Regions from separate parts of the Sus scrofa genome. Here region 1 is linked to region 2. A link is a contact called in public HiChIP or PLAC-seq data. All regions are on one chromosome and are shown on one strand. Each heading gives the region's core, a stretch centred on a gene start, on an enhancer-like site or on the middle of the called end of the contact. The rest is flanking DNA. Distances are from core to core; before and after follow the strand shown.

The links. HiChIP or PLAC-seq counts read pairs in DNA pulled down with a chosen protein or histone mark.
Region 1: a contact with region 2 is called in an H3K27ac HiChIP or PLAC-seq map of skeletal muscle, with 4 times the contacts expected there. The contact joins two enhancer-like sites. A contact is called at or near these places in 5 of 47 Hi-C or Micro-C datasets (embryonic fibroblasts, psoas muscle, retroperitoneal adipose tissue and 1 more) and 1 of 2 datasets of contacts at active chromatin or transcription factors (skeletal muscle).

The regions. Positions count from the first base shown.
Region 1 is chr13:131,309,677-131,312,584 of Sscrofa11.1, reverse strand. No RefSeq gene overlaps it. Among named protein-coding and RNA genes, the nearest start is that of CPN2, 27 kb to the left of the region's middle. Within about 2 kb of position 1,579, at least 20 of the 83 cell types and tissues checked have an H3K27ac peak or open chromatin away from gene starts, as enhancers often do. A contact at or near this core is called in skeletal muscle, where this site is marked.
Region 2 is chr13:131,054,964-131,058,053 of Sscrofa11.1, reverse strand. No RefSeq gene overlaps it. Among named protein-coding and RNA genes, the nearest start is that of HES1, 79 kb to the left of the region's middle. Within about 2 kb of position 1,828, at least 27 of the 83 cell types and tissues checked have an H3K27ac peak or open chromatin away from gene starts, as enhancers often do. A contact at or near this core is called in skeletal muscle, where this site is marked.

The DNA of each region.
Region 1 (2,908 bases), core at 330-2,829, 250 kb before region 2:
GGGTGACCTGAAGGCCCACACCCACTGTGGATGCTGGCTCTGGGTCCAGGGCTCTCCCTGTGGCCCTGCTTCCTCACTGCGTGTTGGCTCAGGTCCCAGGGCAGATGTTGAGGTGGGGACAGAGAGAATATGAGAGGACCAGGCAGAGGGCTCTCCTTTTTCTGACCTGGTCCCTGAAGCCACGAAGCATCACTGTGCTTTATCGGTCAGGGCCGTTGCAAGTCCCTCCCAGATCCAAGAGGAGGGGACATAGACCCCTCACAGTGGAAGGTGTGTCCGTCACATGGGCAGGAGATGCTATGGGTAGCCTAAATACATGGGAGTGGCCGTCTTTGGAGAATATGATCTGCTACGCCTGCCCATCCAGGAAGGAGCCAGGGTCAGAGGGTAAGAGGAAGCCTTCTGGAGGCAGTGATGCTTGAACAGAGGCTTAAAGGCTGGAGAAGATAAGATATGTGGGAGGGGAGGGAAGGAGAGACTCCAGGTGGAGGGGCAAGGTCCACTGAGGGAGGGCCCAGGAGTGGAAGCCTGGTGAGTTGGGGGCAACCACAAGCCCTTCTGTGATGCTGGGGTGGTTTGTATGGGGCTGGGTGTGCTGGGAGGTGGGGCTGAAGAGTTGGAGGGGCTTAGCCTGCAGTTCATGAGCAGGGGTTGTCAGTTCTTCTAAGAATCAGGCCCTCTCCCAGGAAAAATACCCATTGGACTTTGTACACCATTTCAGGGACCCGGGTCAAGGCCCCCAGCCCCAGAGGACCTCAGAGGGATCCCTTCCTGTCTTGTGTTCTGTGGAGCCAGCTTGGGCCCTGAACTTGCCAGCGGTCTCTCTCTGCAGGTGTGTAATCTTAGGTGGCCCCAGGAGCATGTGTCAGACTCAAGCCCAATGCCTCACTCAGCCACTTGGCATCACCGAGCCCAGGCTGACCCTCCTGACTCAGAGAGAGCCTGTGGGGGATGTATGCTCTCTGTTCTACAGGCAGGAAGCCAAGGCCCAGAGAATATTGTTCACTTGCCCAAAGTCACACAGCCATCAGGATAGGGATGATGACGTGGGTCTGACAGCCTCTCCGGGCCAGCCCATTTCCCCCGTGGCATCCTTTCTCCCGACACAGGGCCCTACATATCCCTGCGCCACATGACACCACCTTGCCCTGCCCCACCCAGGAGGCTCAGCTCTGGGACCATGTGTCTCAGGCATGAGTCAGCTTTTGCCTCTGCTGGGAGCCATACCAAGCCTTCCACACCCGCCTGTCCGGCCCTCCAAGCCTCTGTCTCCAGTGCTTGCTGGATACCTTTCCAGGGAGGCCCCTCATGCTTAAATCTGCACTCACCTCTGCTCACCCCAGCTGCCTCTCTAGTCCTGTTCTAGGGATTTCCTGTCTTGGGCTTTCAAGTAGGTGTGGCCCATAGCAGATGGCTGGGGAGAAGTCGGGGTATTTCTTTCACACTTTCTGCTCTAGGAAGCATCTCCAGCGGGGCCTGGGTCTCCTCCCTGGCCCCAGCTCCCACTATCCGGGCTTGCTCTGGTTTCTGCTGGGCTGGGTTGCTCCTGGCCTCTGAGCTCTACCTAATGCTGCCACACCTCTTCCTCCCTCCTGCTCTAGGTGGCGCCAGTGGCCTTGTCCCATTGCTAACCTCTGTGCTGCCTCTGCATCTTCTTTGGCCTCTCAGCTTTCACATCACTATGCAACCAATCCCCTGTATTAAATTTCCTCTGTTTGGGATACCCGTGGGCTTCCTGCTGCCCAGCTAGACCCCTTCCTTTCCCAGAGGATGGCACCAAGTCAGTGTTCAGTCCCTGACCTCAGTGACCCCCACCCAACTAGTCTCTGAGTCAGAAGACAGTGCTTCTGGAAACCTCTTGTGCCCAGACCCCCATCCCACACCACCCCCTTCCCCACTCCCTTCTGCTGCAGCCTTGAACTTCAGCTCCTTATCACCTCTGGCCTGGATGACCCCAGCAGCCTCCCACCAGGGCACCCTACCAGGCTACCCTCCCCACAGTGGCCCAGGGGCTTTAGACAGAGCCCAAGGGCCTACACCTTAGATCTAACCTTTCTCATCTGGTCCCATGCCGCCTTCCAGCCCTGGCCATCCTCCACACCCCCGTCCTTCCCTGTGCCCCCTACACCCACAACCACAGCAGACTAATCATTTCCCAGACATACCACGCGTGGCTCCCTCTACCCTGAGCTCACCTATTCCCTCTGCCCAGACCAGCTACTCTTTTCTACTGGTAAATGTTTATTGATTCTTTAAGACCTACAGCAGGTGCTGCCTCCTCTAGGGTGAAACACATCCCTCCTCGTTCTGCCTTCCATGGCCCTGGATCAGTCCCCTTAAGGGCTTTTCTCATGTGGGACATGAGTTTCTCAGGGCTGGGACCCTGTCCAAGCCCTCCTTGTACCCAGGCACCTCGCCCTTACATGAGGTCAGTCAGTCTTTTTTTGGCTGGCGTGGAAAGTGCTGTTGGGATCAGCTGGCCTCCTAATCCCTTGGCCATGGCGCCTGCCCAGGTCCCTTTCCTGTTTGAACCACCAGCCAGAGTCAGGGGCCTCTCCTCCCAGGACACCAAGGCTGTACATTTCATTGTCATTCTCAGTGATCTTGGTTAATGTTTAAGTTCAGGTTCTTTGTTTTCTGTAAAGCCCATAACAGGGTGGTGGAGCTGGGAATTGTAAAAGTCCACAAGAGGAAAACTTGACTCAACAATTACAAATTGAAGATTCCCCCTCACCCCTCCCCAGTGTTTGGGTGGGGGACGAATGGAAAGGAAGACGATGTTGAAATGTAGCCCTTCGAAATGCTATATAACCTTATACAGAACTGTGCGTGATTCTCTTACACAGGCTCTCAAGCTAGAGCTTTGCACATCAGCAATTTGCTGGACTCTAGACTCAGCCTTCCTGAA
Region 2 (3,090 bases), core at 579-3,078:
GCGATTAATATTATGCAGTGTCCAGTAACAAGCTAAAGTGTCTGAACTTTTAGTTTAGGGTAAATCTTCAGACGTCAGAGGTAGATAGGACTTTAAAGAGACTGTCTAGTTTCAGAGAGGGGCAACTGAGGCAGAGAGGCTTTTTGAGGTCGGATGGCAAGGAGTTCCTGTTGTGTTTTAGCAGGTTAAGAACCCGACTAGTATCCATGAGGATGGGGGTTCGATTCCTGGCCTCGCTCAGTGGGTTGAGGATCCGGAATTACTGCAAGCTTTGGCATAGGTCACAAATGAGGCTTGGATCCAGCGTTGCTGTGGCTGTGGTGTAGGCTGGCAGCTGTAGCTCCAATTCGACCCCCAGCCCAGGGAACTTCCATATGCCACATGTTTTTTTTTTTTTTTTTTTTTTTTTTTTGTGGCCCTTAAAAAAAAACCAAAAAAACCCCCCAAACCAACCAACCAAACAACCCCCCCCAAATGTTAGATGGCAAGATCATCTAGCTCTAGAAACCAAGTGCCTTGTATTGAATGCCTCTGCCCCTGAAAGTTATATTAGAAATCAAGAGATCGGATCACCTCTATGTTCCTAACCATCCATTTACTTAGAAATATTTAAACACCAGAAATGGTTTATGGTAGTGAAAAGAGTACAGATTTGCAGCTGGTGGACCTAAGTGGCCCAGATGGCATCATTTACTAGCTACCACTTATTCCTTCCGAAGCTGTCCTCTCCCCTGTAAAACAGGAATTAAGACTAACTTTTTTCTGGAGTTCCCAGTGCCGCTCAGCAGGAACGAACCTGACCAGTATTCAAGAGGACACAGGTTTGATCCCTGGCCTTACTCAGTGGGTTAAGGATCTGACACTGCTGTGAGCTGTGGTAGGTCGCAGACATGGCTCTGATCCCCCATTGCTGTGGCTGTGGTGTAGGGCAGCAGCTGTAGCTCCGATTTGACCCCTAGCCTGGGAACTTCCATATGCCTCGGGTGCGGCCCTAAAGAGTCAAAACAACAACAACAACAAAAACCCCAAACAACAACCAAAAAAACTCTTTCCCAATATTATCACAAATGAGATAAGTCAAATCTGTATTATGAGCCATAGTAGGTGCTTAGTAAATTAAACAGTGATTATAATTATTAAGTGCATTAAGAACAAATCTTGGCCTTCTGTAGAAATAGCAGCAGAGGGATTGAAAGATGTCTTGGGGCTTATTTGCATGAAATATCTTAATCTAGCAAAGCTTGTTTTTGGTTTCCATTGATTGAAAACGCAAACAAACCCCAACTGAAGCACTTCTTACGGAGGAATGAATGGATTTCCAATCTGTGTTTTCTTGTTTACAGTGGAAAATATGCAATCCAAGGAAAACACAGGTGGTTAACTGTTCAGTGCCTTCTATTTTTATCATATGCAGAGGGCTCTAAGCATACAAATGCAAATATTTTAAGTAACAAAAAATGAAGACTAACTTCTCAAGGTTAAATGGCTTCAGGTTTCCTATAGCAAATTGAGGTCTTTCTCCTTCAGCCATTTCTTGAAAAAGAATTCCAGATCCCCATACAGACTGAATTCCAAAACCACTCACCACAGCAAAAAGCTCGCAATTGGCATTTTTAAAGAAACATTTCTTTTCGCTGGGGATCCTTTTGTTTTGTTTTTGCATCCTTTTTGTTTTGCAAAATGAGTGTCTTCGATGGGAGAGGAAAGCCACCTCCGTGGGTTGCGTGTTTGTGAAACGAAGATGGGAACGGAGACTCGGCAGGTCCCGGGAGAAGCTGACGCGCCCCCGCGTCCCCAGCACCCCCGGCCGGGCTTGTGCGGACGTGTCTCGGGCGTGACCTCTGAGCAGCTGCGCCACCGGCTCAGCCTCGCGGCGGGAGAAACCCGAGCTCCCAACAAAACAGTTCCATCTTTGGCAAGTCCTCTGGTATTTAAGGCGCTGCCGGTGGGGAGAGAGGCCGCGTGCCTGAGAGGCTCTGGGAACTCGCAGGCTTTCGCCTCCCGGGTGTTAGGTTTCTGAGGGTCTGAGCATCTGCGGTGGAGGCGGGGCGGGGGCCGGGGCGAAAGCGGCCAAGGGACCTTCCCAGAGACTGAGGGAGCCTGCTTCTCCATCCTCCCTGGGTGGGTCTCCAGCCTGGATTTTTCTTTCTTTTCTTTTTGCCTTTTCTGCAGATACCAGGTGGTCAGCAGAGGCTCAGAAGCTTTACATCTTTACAAGAGGAAGTCTCCTTTCTAATATCATCCCCCCCGTCCCCAAACTGATTCCACTTGGCCTCTACCTGCCTGAGGTACTGGAATGCAGAGTTGAAATTGACAAAAATAATGCTTCTTTTCCAGGGCCGAAATTTCCGGGCCCCATAATAGTAGGTAACATTTACAGAGTGCTTATTCTGAGCTACGCACTTTGATGCAATAACTCATTGGAGCCTCACAACAATCCTGTGAATCCTCGGAAGTAGGAATTCTTATTATCCCTTTTTTGCAGGCAATGAAACAAGCACAGAGAGGTTGGGCAATGTGCTTGGGGTCACACAGCTAGGAAATGGTAGGGTTGGGATTGAAATTTAGGCAAGTCTTGCTCCAGAGCCTGTGCTTATAACTGCTTTGCTCACCAGGTGAAAGATACTGTGTTTTGGAATTTGTCTCCTAGCACACTGGGTCTTGACAAGGTGGAGAAAGGAGCTCTAGGAAGTTTGGAAATCAGACGTGGCCAAGTCAGGATCTTCTGAAATGTTCCGACGTGGTCAGAAAGAGCTGGGGTCTGTGGGGGTGTGGTGTACAGTGGTCACTAGGAATTGCGTGCTCTCTGTTTTGGAAGTGTTGGAAGTTTGTTAACGCTCAGCTTGTCATTCTCAGGCTGGGGTCCCTGGCAGTTTGACTTATAGGAAAGAGATAGGACTGGCAGTAAGTAGCAGGAGGTCAGGATTGTCACCTTGGCCACAAGTGTTGGTCTGAAAAAAAGGAGGGGTGTGAGAGCAGCCCAGCTGGGACCTTACCTGAGAGTCAGGGGAGGGCCTGGTCTCATCTTCATGGCCCCAGAAGGTATGCCAGGCCTCCTCTTCTGAAGCCTGGGTCTGGCAGGCCGATTCA